Regions from separate parts of the Mus musculus genome. Here region 2 is linked to region 1. Evidence: chromatin contacts called from public ChIA-PET data. All regions are on one chromosome and are shown on one strand. The core of a region is the stretch at or near the end of the contact, and the rest is flanking DNA. Distances in the headings are between cores, read along the strand shown.

Region 1 (6,083 bases), core at 1,563-4,062:
CATAGGAGGCCAAAGAGAAACCACAAAAGAAGTGCTAGAAGGTGTGGAGACCAGATCCATGGTTACACTCTGGGAGAATGGGTCCAATCCTCAGAGAAAGAAATTGAATGCCCCGGCAAGGAGGTTCCAGAATGAACTCCTAGTGGCTTAGTGATAGAGGACTTGTCTAGCATGCTTGAGGTTCTATGTTCAAGCCCTAGTACTATCAAAAAAGAAAGATAAAAAGAAGCAAGGCAGGGGCTGGAGAAACGGTTCAGTGATCATGAACACACACGTTGTTCTTACATGCCACTCCCAGCACCAGTAGGGCTGACAAAATGCTCAGACATATAACAATGAACAAATAGATTTCTTAAAAGAAAAAGAACAAGTAATTAGCAAAAATGTAGTAATGTTTACTGCTGAGCCACAGCAAATATTGATGACAAATATTTTTAGAAGAAATTGGGACTTAACTTTGCCAAGGATTATGAAGGAATGATTAGATGTTGGGAGAAAAAAGGAATGAAACTGACGCATGTTGGGAGTTCTTGCTTGATCGAGTGGAAGCTCTAGGTATCAATAAATTCAAGATGTGAGGAAATTATAAAGTTAAGTGTGGGAACAAAGCAAATGAGTCTGAAAAATTAGCGTAGTTCCACTGGGTAATGTGGTAATTTATGTAAATTCCTTTAAAATTCGCTGCTCTTTACTTCAGCAATTCCACAGCTGAGCATTCACTGAAGGGATCAGTAGAGGTCCACAGGACGGTGAGGTTGTGGGGATGCTCACACCGTGATAAAAACCGTGATAAAAACCGGAAAGATCAGAATGGCTAGGGTAGAAAATGATGGTTCATTCACAACGTGGCACGACATACAGCCTCGGTCACTGCATTAAAAAAAAAAATCCTGCAATATAGCATTAAGTGACCGGAAGGAAGGTTACCACACTGCACACCCACCAAGACTCTAATTTGTAAGAATACAGATTAGAGCATCTCAAAACCCGTGGGGGAAGAATGTGAAAAAATTATGCCTAATGCAAATAGCAGTGATGTCAGGATCAGGGCTTAATTTAATTTTCTTTTTTACAGTTTCAAGTATTTCTAAAATTTCAAAACTTTTAACATCTTCTGGGGTCTCAGGCTATTATCTCTTACAATCTTGTAAAAAGCCGTCTTTATTTGATGTGCCAGGGTGAAGTGATATGGGGGGAGTCCCCCATCTCAGAGGAGGAGGAGGGGGGAAGTTGGAAGAGGAGCTGCATGAGGGGGCACTGATAGGAGAGGGAGCTGATATTGGGATGTAATGTAAATGAATGAGCGAATTAATTAATTAATTAATTAATGGGAAAAGTTGTCTCTAACAGAATTTCAGCTTGGAGTGTGGAGGCGGGCATAATGTTCCACTCCGTGCTGAGGCAGTTGAGGGTTGCCGGGAGAAGAGGAGCCCTTGGTAAGCCTAACTCAGTCCAATATAAGGCAACATAGCCAAGAGTACATGGATAGCACAAGTTGGATTTGATGGGATTGGACGGGGGTGGGTTGGGGGGACACTCAGGTGGGTGGGTGGTTAAGAGTTAGGAAGGGGCGAAGAAAAACACAGTGTTCAAAATTCTCAAAGAACTAATCAATTAAAGCTCTCTTAAAATATACCCCGCCAAAAAGTTTTATATGCAAGCATGCTTGTATTATTTATGATATAAATACACACATAAAGAGGGCCCAACCTCTTCAACAAGGTGGCAGAGAATGGACATTCACGGATGAGGTCCCCTCCTACAAATCCCCCTCCCCCACCCCCCGAGGGCAGCTTACGTGTCTATGTTCAAGGGACTGTCATTCATTCAGCTGCCATGTCCCCCACATGGATATGCGCGTCCTGGAAGATGCTCAGAACCTCGAGATGTTCCTAGGGTGCACATTCTGGCAAACAGCCCCAGACTTTAATGAATTCGTAGGTAGCATGGGTGGGACAAAGGGGAAGGTTTATTTATTTATTTTAAAGGAAGTATGAGGAGACAATAAGAATTTGCTTAATACATCAAACAGAAAGTGAAAGAGAAAAGAATAGTCAACCACAAAACCAAAAGTGGTGGCGGATGGAGGGAGCGCCGTAAAAACTAAAGCTATGAGAAAAGGGGGGTGGGGGGGAGGGTTGTAATCAAGTCAACACAAGCACAAGAGAAACCTGGCTCTGTCAAACTTTGGGTTTGAAGGCCAAGTGCCAGCTTCCGGCTGGATTCAAAGTTACAAAGAGTTTGGGAATCTTGATCTCAGTCACTTCCACCAAATGTTTCTTCAGATTCTTCTGTGGACAAAGGGCACGGCAAAAACTAGCGCAGCGGAAACGAATTCACATAGGAGGGACAGAATTAAATCCTTCCTCCAAAACGCTCATAAATTAGTGAGAGGTACAGACTAATAAAAGATTATAGTACCACGTGATGAGGAAACAGAACACTGTTTTTATACACACAGCCCAGTGTGCTGTCACGACCACAAAAGACTACAAAACTTCGTGAAAGGAGAAAACAGCCCAAACCAACGGGACAGGAAAAGTCACAGAAGTCGACTCACTTCCTTGGCTACCGCTGAAATGCCAGCTGTTGTCTGTCTACCCGAAAGTCACAGAAAATTCTTAGGTAGTCCAAACGACAGCCACGCTTTAAAACACCGCCACAAAATCGTTTTGTAAAAATTTCAAAGAAAGGTTACCTATTTCCAGCACTGACGGTACCATTTTCTTTCTCGATTGAAATATCAACGCAGTAATTTGAAAAATCCAGAAAAGCCTTCTTACTTACCAAGACTTCCTTCTCCGAATTTCTCTGAAAAAATAAGTTGCTTGACCAACCCTAGTCCTAAGCCTGGGAACCACGGTACTTAGGAGTGGTTTGGCGTCATCTCTTGGTACTCGTTGGAATTACCCCGTGTATAAAACCCTTCCAAAGCAGAGGGGCTCTGAGCTGCCGTCTATAAATCTTTGCTTCAATCTTTAGATTCATATAAACAAGCAGATTATGAACATTTTGGTGTTACTACGAGTATTTATTTAAGGTATGTTTTGTCTGCTTTTTGGTTTTTATTTTTGTTTAGTTTTGTTGTTTGTTGTTTGTTTTGTTTTATTTCAGACTGAATTTTAAATTGCCACCAGGATAGAAGTTAGGAGATTCAGTTCTGTGCTGTGACAATCCTTCATATTTCCCCTACAAAATCACCACTGTCATTCGAGCAAGGTTTCAGCACCTTGGGACTGACAGAGATACTTTAAAAACAAAATAAGCTTAAAGCTCATGGCGTGCTTTTTGGAAAGCCGGTTTTCAAGAGAAGTTTCAGTGTCAATACACATTTAGCCAGCCTCGACAGTTTGTCAACATTCACTACTACTGGGAGCTTCAGTTCTTAATTCGGGAAGAGCAAGCGATGCTGGTCTTCTTCCACAGCAGCTTAGAACTTGGTTTTCTAAAGACTGTTTAGAATTTGAGAAACACGTTTAGTCAAGGCTGAAAGGCAAAGAGGATGAAGGGCAGACACTTTGAGCAGGTGTCCCTGTATCCCGGCTTCTCACTCGATTAACTAGATGATCGTCTCCTAATTGATCTCTCTGGCTACCATCATCTCGTCTTTGAACAAAAAAACAAAAACAAAAAACTACCAAGACTGTACGTTGGCCAATGATAAGCTGGAAATCACTTCTGCTTTCGGGAGGAAACGAAGAAGAACATCTTACTGCTCATAGTCACTCAGCAAACATAAGAGGAAGTCTTCTCCGAACTGGGGAGGCTCAGCAAGGAGTGATGGGGCAAAGCTGGCAACTAGTGTGTGGAGGGAGCGAATGAGTGGAGATATCCAGACCCGACTGGAGACCTAGGCAGAGGGGAGAGGAGCCAATGAGATGCAAGGGATGGCAGGCAACACTGGGCCTGCTTCTTAAGAAACCACATGATTCAGAGGTATACACACAAGCTTGAGCAAGCACGCACGCACGCATACAGGCACACACATACGTGCGCCTAGCATTGAAGAGCGGTCACATGACTCACATCTCGGTTGTATTGCACAGTAATGATGACCTTTGGGGATGCAAGTGCTACTCCTGTTGAAGCTGTCACAACTCTAAGGGGAAGGGTAGAGCCAACCTAATTCATGCAACTCACATGGAAGGGACCACATGACAGGAAAATGAGCAGAAAAGAGAACACATTGGGCTGAGTGCCTCGCTTAGCCAACTGTGTAGCTTTGGGCAAGTTGTGTAACCTCACTGAGATTATTTTTTCATCTACAGAACAGTCAGAGTTGTGATTTTTTTTCGAGGGATGATAATGAATACCAAGCAGCTGGAATGATAACTGACAAAAAAAGAAGCCACAAGAGTAGGAGATTTGGATTCTGTGAAAGCCATGTTTTCACATGGGAAAGTAGAAAGATCATAGAGCATTGAGATCACATGAAGCAAATCAGGAAGCAGAACTATGGCCTAGCACGCATATACAGGGCTCGTCTTCCTGCCAGCTTTACTCTGGGCATTTTACAAGTACTTACCAACACTCATAAAGGTGCTGGGAGATAAGTGTTCTACCCCCACCTCACACTGGTTCAGGAGTAGCTAAGAAATGGACTGGTCAGGGGCAGGCCGTCCCAAGACTGTGCTCAGCATCACAGTGTGCCAGGTCCCAAGTCTCACATAAGGAGACACCGAGAGGTAGCCATTTGACTCAGAAGCCGGAACTCAGGTTCAGAGTCAGAAGCCGATGGATGCCTGCGGCCAGAAGGCAGAGGGAGCACCACCCTGCCTTCACTTCCAACTGTCTGATTTCTAGAGCCATAAGAGGAACACATTGCTGTTGTTTTAAGCCACGTGGCTAAAGGAAATTTCCTATATCGGCCACAGGAGACTAGTAGCATTATCACATGCATATACTGGAACACATACAATGCTTTTCTTCAGAACTCTTGTCTTCCAGCATAACTAAGAGAGAGTCCCATTCACCATGTTATCCCCCTTTGTCCTTTAAAAAATACCATATATGATGTTTCATATTTTATGAGATAGCATCTTACAAGTGGGTCTCATATCGTCCTGCCTCGGCTCCCCGGTGTTGACATTGCAAGCATGCGCCACCCTATCCGATTTTATGTGTTATGCTACTTTAATTTTTTTTAAATGTCACAGTGGGATAAATAAGATAATATAGCCTAAAGCCAGTTAATATCCTGTCGCAGTTCAGACAGAAGGAAAACATTATTAAGTACTGATATTAAAGCTAACATTTGCTGTTGAATTTGTGGGGAAGACAAACCACGGACTGAATTAAAATGGTATTTGTAGTGCGTACAACCATGTAATGGTATCCAAACTATGTCAGGTTTTCCACACATCAATAAAAATGTGACTGAGAAACCCAAAGGGCGGGCACAAATTAAGCCAAGAATATAATCGGATGGATTGGGGGCGGGGCTAGAAATGGGTCTAACACGAGAAAGCACACGGCGAAGCATCCTCACTGCCTGTGGGAAGATACAGACACTACTCAGTGCACACTCCTGAGATAGACAAAGAACAGGACACTCAGAGATACCAAGTATGAGTCAGAATGTTAGAAACAGGAGCTTACCAACACTTCCCGTGCTCCCAAATTGTTAAAAAAGGCTCAGAGGAGCCAGATGTTGACACCATTTTTGAAGCTCTTCTCATGACTCTTGGTGTCATAGGAGGATCTAGGCACTGAGACCTGCATACTAGCCTGGTGTCTGGCTCCTAGCTGCATCCTTATAGGACCCTGGAGGCATCTGCCCTTGACTTTCTGATTTCCCCATCTCTGTCTTTCCTTCCAGCATTTGAAACCAGTCCTTGAAATCAATCACCAACTGATCTCAACCATTCTGCCTGATGTTTCAGGTTTGGTGTTTGGTTCACTAAGTTGAGCACCAGCCCTTCACTAATTCAGGTTTTGGTAGTTGAATAGAACACCCCTGATTGTACCCGAGATGCTGTTAACACCAGCCATGATCTGGCTTGTAAGCATTCTGATTTCTATTTCTAGCTCAAGTCTTTCCCTCTGATGCCAACAGTTCCCCAGTCTCACTGCACAGAAACATC
Region 2 (6,083 bases), core at 931-3,430, 260 kb after region 1:
AGGAATACATTGTTCCCTGATAAGACCTGTTTATATTATCCAGACAAAAAGTTGTTATATAGGGCTGGTGAGATGGCTCAGTGGGTAAGAGCACCCGACTGCTCTTCCGAAGGTCCAGAGTTCAAATCCCAGCAACCACATGGTGGCTCACAACCATCTGTAACAAGATCTGACGCCCTCTTCTGGAGTGTCTGAAGACAGCTATAGTGTACTTACATATAATAAATAAAAATAAATCTTTAAAAAAAAAAAAAGTTGTTATATACCGTTATTTTACTTTCTAGCTTAGTGATGATGGATTTGATATAAATTTGCATAGACACTAAGGGCTTTCGTGGGAGTAGAATCTCTTGTCTGTTCAGTCCCATGGCACATAAGATTAGCATAACTAATTTTTTATTTATCTGTTTTGAGAAGTCCACATGTCAGCAAAAATTGCCTTTTTTTTTTTCTTCAGGAAAACATACTAAGAAAATCACATGTGGATGTTGGAATTCAGAGAATCTCCTTGCTTTGGGAGGTGAAGATAAAATGATTACAGTTAGTAACCAGGAAGGCGACACAATAAGACAGGTAACACGCCACCATCTCTCTATGTGAGATGTTCATTTTTCCTTGTGGTAAACAGTTTTATGTCAGATTAATGTATAAAAGTTTATTTAAGTCACTGTGGAATATGCTTATAATTCCATATTTTTAAAGATGCTGATTTATTTTACTTTTGGTGTATGAGTGTTTGCCTGCAGTTATGTGTGTATACCGTGTGCATGCTTGGTGACCACTGAAGTCAGAAGAGGGTGTCGTCAGGTTTCCTGGAATTGGAGTTACAGATGTTTACTAGCCATCTGTGGGCACTGGGAACTGACCCTGGGTCCTCTGCAAGAGCAACAAGTGCTTCTAACTACTACGCCAGCTCTCCAGCCCCCAGTTTTATGTTTTAAGGATCAGAAACCTTTGTCTGTTCCCATGCATCCATACACACACACAGCACCCAGATACAAGTGGGCACACAAACTTTCACACTTGCATACGCACACACACACTCACACACACACACACACACACAAATCCTTTTTTACTAGGATTTTTTTCTTTAAGATTAATAAGTTAGCTATTAAAGGAAATATATTTTCCCCTTTGATATCAAATGGATTATCAGCTCTGTGGTTTCAGACAGTATGTTTGTGAAGTTTTATGCATGCATGCTGATAAAATGGTAAGAACTAGAGAACTGTGGACTCCAAATCAGGCTTCCTGAGTCTAAAGCTTTAATGGATATACCTTTAATGGATATGTTAAATAGTTTCCAAAGGAATCCTGACTAAATCTCAATTAAGATGAATTCCTTCTTCTGTTGAAATTTCCCAAACTTGATTTGATCCTAAGAGGATCTCTTCTTCAGAGAATCTGCATTGTCAATGGCTACCTAGCATCACCACTGGGAAAATTATTCCATGAACCACTATCTATTCCTCAGTACCCTGGTGTACTGTCTTTACAGTCCATACCTCAGTGCCCTACTGTACTGTCTGAACTAGGCTGCACTGACTGAAATACTCTTGGAATATCTGCTTAGGCACAGCACACAGATAAACCTTCCTTGGTCTGTACTGTACAGACAGTTGGAAATGTGATGTATTTGTCAGCTGTTGTTGTATAACAAAATATCTCAAAATGTAGGAGCTTGAAACATCAGTGTTTCATTGTTGTTGACAAGGAATCCAGATGCAGCTTCTTGGAGTGCCTCTGCCTCAGAATCTCCCACAAGGCCGTTTCTAAGCTCACTCACGTAGTGGTTGGTAGAGTTCAGCTCCTTGCAGATTTCTGTTCCTATACAGACTCACTCTATCCACTGTAAGTCCTGATTCCCTACCATGTGGATCTCTCCCATGGAGTGTGCTGGAGTTGAATGTGGTTTATCACCCAAGGTTTCGTTGTCTGAAGTTTGGTCTCTCGTCTACATACTGTGGGGACGTAGGGGAACCTTGGAGGAGTTGGAGCCTAGTAGGAGGTGATGGAGTGTGGACAGGAAGGAATTCATGTAGCTCTCTTGGGACTCTTATTTACAATTAAGCAAAGGTTGTTATGAAAGGTTCTTCACCTTCACGGGACTTTCCTATTCACACACACTCCTGCCGTGATACTAGGTAGTCTTCTAAAAGACACATGGCCTTTCATGATGAGTTACCAAATTTTGTGGTCCAGCTTTTATGCTTTATAGCTTTGGGAGGTGGTAACAACCAGTACACTTTAGACTGTGAATCTTTAAAAGACAGAAGACAACCTGAATAAGGCAGAGTGTGGGCAAATGTTATCACAGAGGTTGGGAGTGTGGCTCAGTTCACGAGGCTCTGTGCTCAGTCCTTAGGACCAGTAAATAAGTAAGTAAATAGTAACAGAATTATAAGTTTCGAATTATAGGGACTGTAAGAACATGACAGTTGTCGTGTTGTGGTTTCCTGTCTTTCTCATGTAGCAGTAAGGAAGTGGGTGGGTTACCCAGAATGCCATCTCCCTTCCATCTTAGCTTCTGGCCTTTTCCAGGACGCATCCTTACCTGCCAGCTGAAAGCTCCTGCCTCAGGGTTCTGTCTGCATTTCAGCCCCGGGAAAGGGAGAGAGGGAGGCAAAACATTAGAAATTAGTGGAGAAGCTGAGCCAAAAGCAGCCTTGTTGGTTTCCTTTCCTGTCATAGCCCAGCCATATGGTCACACCCACACGTGTGCTTGTGCACGCGTGCACATATGGTGGACATGAGTACACATGTGTGCTACAGCATGTGAATGGAGATCAGAGAACAATTTTGTGGGGTCAGTTCTCTCCTTCTGCCTTTATATGGAATCTGGGACTTAAGCTCAGGTCATTGGGTACATATGCTAAACACTTTTTGTCCACCCAGCCAAGTCACTGCCTCAAACTAGTATACTTTCTAAGATTCTTCTGGCCTTCTCAACGCTGTTTGCTCCGACATGAGCTCTAGTCACCTTGCAGTTTTGATCATTCTATTCTGCTGCCCTTTAGAAACAGAACATTAGATGCACTGTTTACTGCTGCCCCGCCCCCAATTCAGGTGCCCACACTGGACATCCCTGGTGTGTTCTTGCAGTTTTTGGTCCCCTGAGTCATGAATGACCTTGGGATACTTTTTTCTACAGAGCATCACAGGAGATCATTACGTCTTGCCAGTATTTGCATACAAGATAACTGTTTGCACTTTCTAACCTTAAGAAGTCTCCTTCTCAAAGTAGGCATACCACAGAAAGTGTCACTTGTAGGCAAAGCATACCGCGCACGTCTTGTCTCTTTTGCTGTGTGTCTGCTGTGGTTCAGAAAGTCATCCCTCTGTCATTTCTGTTCGCCCTGCTCAGCATCTATCTTGCTTCTGGAGGCTAGAGACTGTTCCGGTGGCTCTGTCTTGTCTTGGTTGTGCAGCTTTAGGGGTTGAACCTAGAGCTGTGTGCTGTGCCAGCGCCCTAACCCTGAGCTGCACCCCAGGCCATTATCCTTTGCATTTGAGACAAGGCCTCCCTTTGTAGCTCAGGCTGCCCTGGAACTCATTACAGAACCCAGGCTGGTTTTAAACACATGGCCATCCCTCTGCCTCGACCTCCTGGAAGTCTTAAATTGTGAAAATTCTATATTTTGCTTTTAGAAAATACTTGGTAGTTCTTTTAAAACTCTGCTTGAAATATCTGGAAAGGCAATCTACACATGTATAAAATAATTAACACACGGTAATGATGAAACAGTATTACAGAATATGAGAGCCACACTGAGACATCATTGCTCATCTGTCACACTGAGAGGTGACATATGACATGACCACTTGTTCTATTGGGGAAGCTGTAGATAAAAATGATACGGTCCTTCAGGACGGACCTTTGAAAAAAGCTGACAAAACTATACACGTGGTACCAGCCAAACAATACCATTTCCAGACCTTCACCCAGCAAAATACGTCTCCTACAGCACACGAGTACAGTCTGCCGGCTGCAGAGATGGCTCAGCAGTTACGAGCACTTGCTCTTGTCAAGGGCTGGGGTTCAATTCCCAGCGTCCACACAGAAGTTTACAGTGTTTCATAACTCCAGTTTCAACACCCTCTTAGGACTGAGGGCAAGCACCAGGCACACGCATGGTGCGTGGACATTCATGCAAGCAAAATCACACACATAAAATAAATCTTAAAAAAAAAAAAAAAAACTAGAGCTAAATACCTAATAAAAAATTAAAAAAAAAAACTATTGAAAAATAAAAGGTACAGTCTTCCGAAACTTTTTAACATGGCCTTTCCCGTTTTAATGAGTAGCCTCCTGTCTCTGTTTTATTATATACTCTCCCTTGCTCTGGCTCTCATGGTTGTGCTTTGGGGACTCTCGATGTCTTGTTCTCTGCGGATGACATTATTTTGAACTTTAAGCTCATGTTCTTCAGAGTTTACTAGACTTGGAGCATTTGGCTCAGTCCTTCAGGGTATGATGGGCCTGGCTCCTTCAGCTTTTTATATAAATGTTTCCCCTTAGAACTCCTCAGTGTGTAAGCTGGAACCCCAGGCCATTAATAAGGAAAAACAGGTCAAGGATTGCGAGTTTGAAATGAACATTGTTTTTTCTGACCGGACCACCAGCTATGAAGTAGGCTTCACTGCTGGGTTCCTCTCCCCCCCCAACCCCATGTCTTCCCCTCTCCCCCCTCCCCCCTCCCCCCTCCCCCCCCCAACTGTGCCAGAGCTGCAGCCTGAGCATGCTCACACCCTCTCTGCTTTCAGGGTGGTACCTGCTGATCTCCGTCAATTCTTCCTTGAGCTTAACTGTCTCCTTAAAAGAGTACATGTTCTGTTCCATCCAGAATTTCTAGGTATTTGGGACAGTAGGCTTCTCAGGTCCACAGACCAAAATTAGTCATAGATAGAAGCAAGCGTCGTGTTTTATTAATACCTGGAATGAATCTCTAAGATTTGTTTTTAGAGAGGGGAGGCATTGTGAACTGAAACTGGGGCTTGAGACACGCCTAGCATGTGTCCTGTCGCTGAGCTCCGCCTGTGGAAAGTGACCTGAGATATTCACAGTGATGATCTTCTCGCCCCTGTAGACCCCAGTGAAATCAGAGCCAAGCGACATCAAGTTCTCCATGAGCAAGACAGATGAGCGAATTTCTTCTGCTGAGAACACAGTAAGTGTCCGAACTCAAGCCCACACCCAAAGCCTTTGCTAGTTTTGTATTCGACTTCCAGTTCTCCTCTGGCTCGGCCTTTGATACACTTATTGTTCCTTTAATCAAGGCGAGCCGTGGAACATTTGCGTTTGCCATTGCTGCTGCCTCCCATGCCAGCAGCTGAGGGCATTTCCTGCTATGGCTGAGGCTGCTGTGCCCATTCCTGTGCCAGCAAAACATAGCGGTCCCTTTAAGAATGGAAACTCTGATGTCTGTGTGATTTAAGAAAAACTTTTTTTTCACATTGGCAGATGGTAAACAGAGCTCTGAAAATCGTAGCTTATGTTTCTGTAACAGGTACAATTTCCTTGCTGGATTGTAACATTCTAGAGTCCTAATAATTTTCATAATCAACACGAAAATATGGAAGGAGGTGTTTTTTTTTTAATTTCCTGAAAGACTATGTTTTAAATTGCTGCTGCTGTACCTGATAACATTTTAGAGTCCAGGAAATACAGCAAGGTGACATCTCTACCATAAGTTAGAATCCACATCTCCCTCCCTGACATTAGGGTGTCCTCCTGTGACAACTGTAGTTTGCTCTCCTGTTGCATGAGTAACACAGGGATTCCACTTGAGCCGCACAGGCACATCGGGTGGAAAGTGATGCTAAAATGAGCCAGTGTACCCTCAGGAATGCACACCTCACCTCCAGTGTACCCTCAGGAATGCACGCCTCACCTCACTGCCTCCCAAGCCAAGTGGTCTCTTAGAATGAAAGCGTCTATACTGCCAAAGCGAATTCAGCTGCAGCAAAACTATGCCCGAGTCACTCTCCTAAACAGCACGAGATCTGAGAAGAGGTACAGACACTTCAAAAGACTGTACAGCTCCAAGAGTACATTGAAAATACATAAAGGCAAAGCCCTC

What was found. ChIA-PET counts read pairs in DNA pulled down with a chosen protein or histone mark.
Region 2: an RNA polymerase II ChIA-PET map of memory CD8 T cells shows a contact between it and region 1, with 69 read pairs. The contact joins the enhancer-like site here to the promoter of Tlr6 in region 1. A contact is called at or near these places in 12 of 39 promoter capture datasets (the 3T3-L1 cell line, the C10 cell line, embryonic stem cells and 8 more), 1 of 484 Hi-C or Micro-C datasets (CD4 T cells), 9 of 115 datasets of contacts at active chromatin or transcription factors (the SCID.adh cell line, acute myeloid leukemia, bone marrow-derived macrophages and 6 more) and 3 of 9 other capture datasets (adipose tissue, liver and macrophages).

What each region holds. Positions count from the first base shown.
Region 1 is chr5:64,957,236-64,963,318 of GRCm38.p6, forward strand. Tlr6 (toll-like receptor 6) reads right to left here and starts at 2,813. Exons shown (of 2, transcript NM_001359180.2): 1 at 2,788-2,813.
Region 2 is chr5:65,215,346-65,221,428 of GRCm38.p6, forward strand. Wdr19 (WD repeat domain 19) reads left to right here. Exons shown (of 37, transcript NM_153391.2): 6 at 458-573; 7 at 5,091-5,171. Among named protein-coding and RNA genes, the nearest start is that of Wdr19, 19 kb to the left of the region's middle. Within about 2 kb of position 2,181, at least 32 of the 459 cell types and tissues checked have an H3K27ac peak or open chromatin away from gene starts, as enhancers often do. A contact at or near this core is called in the SCID.adh cell line, effector CD8 T cells and memory CD8 T cells, where this site is marked.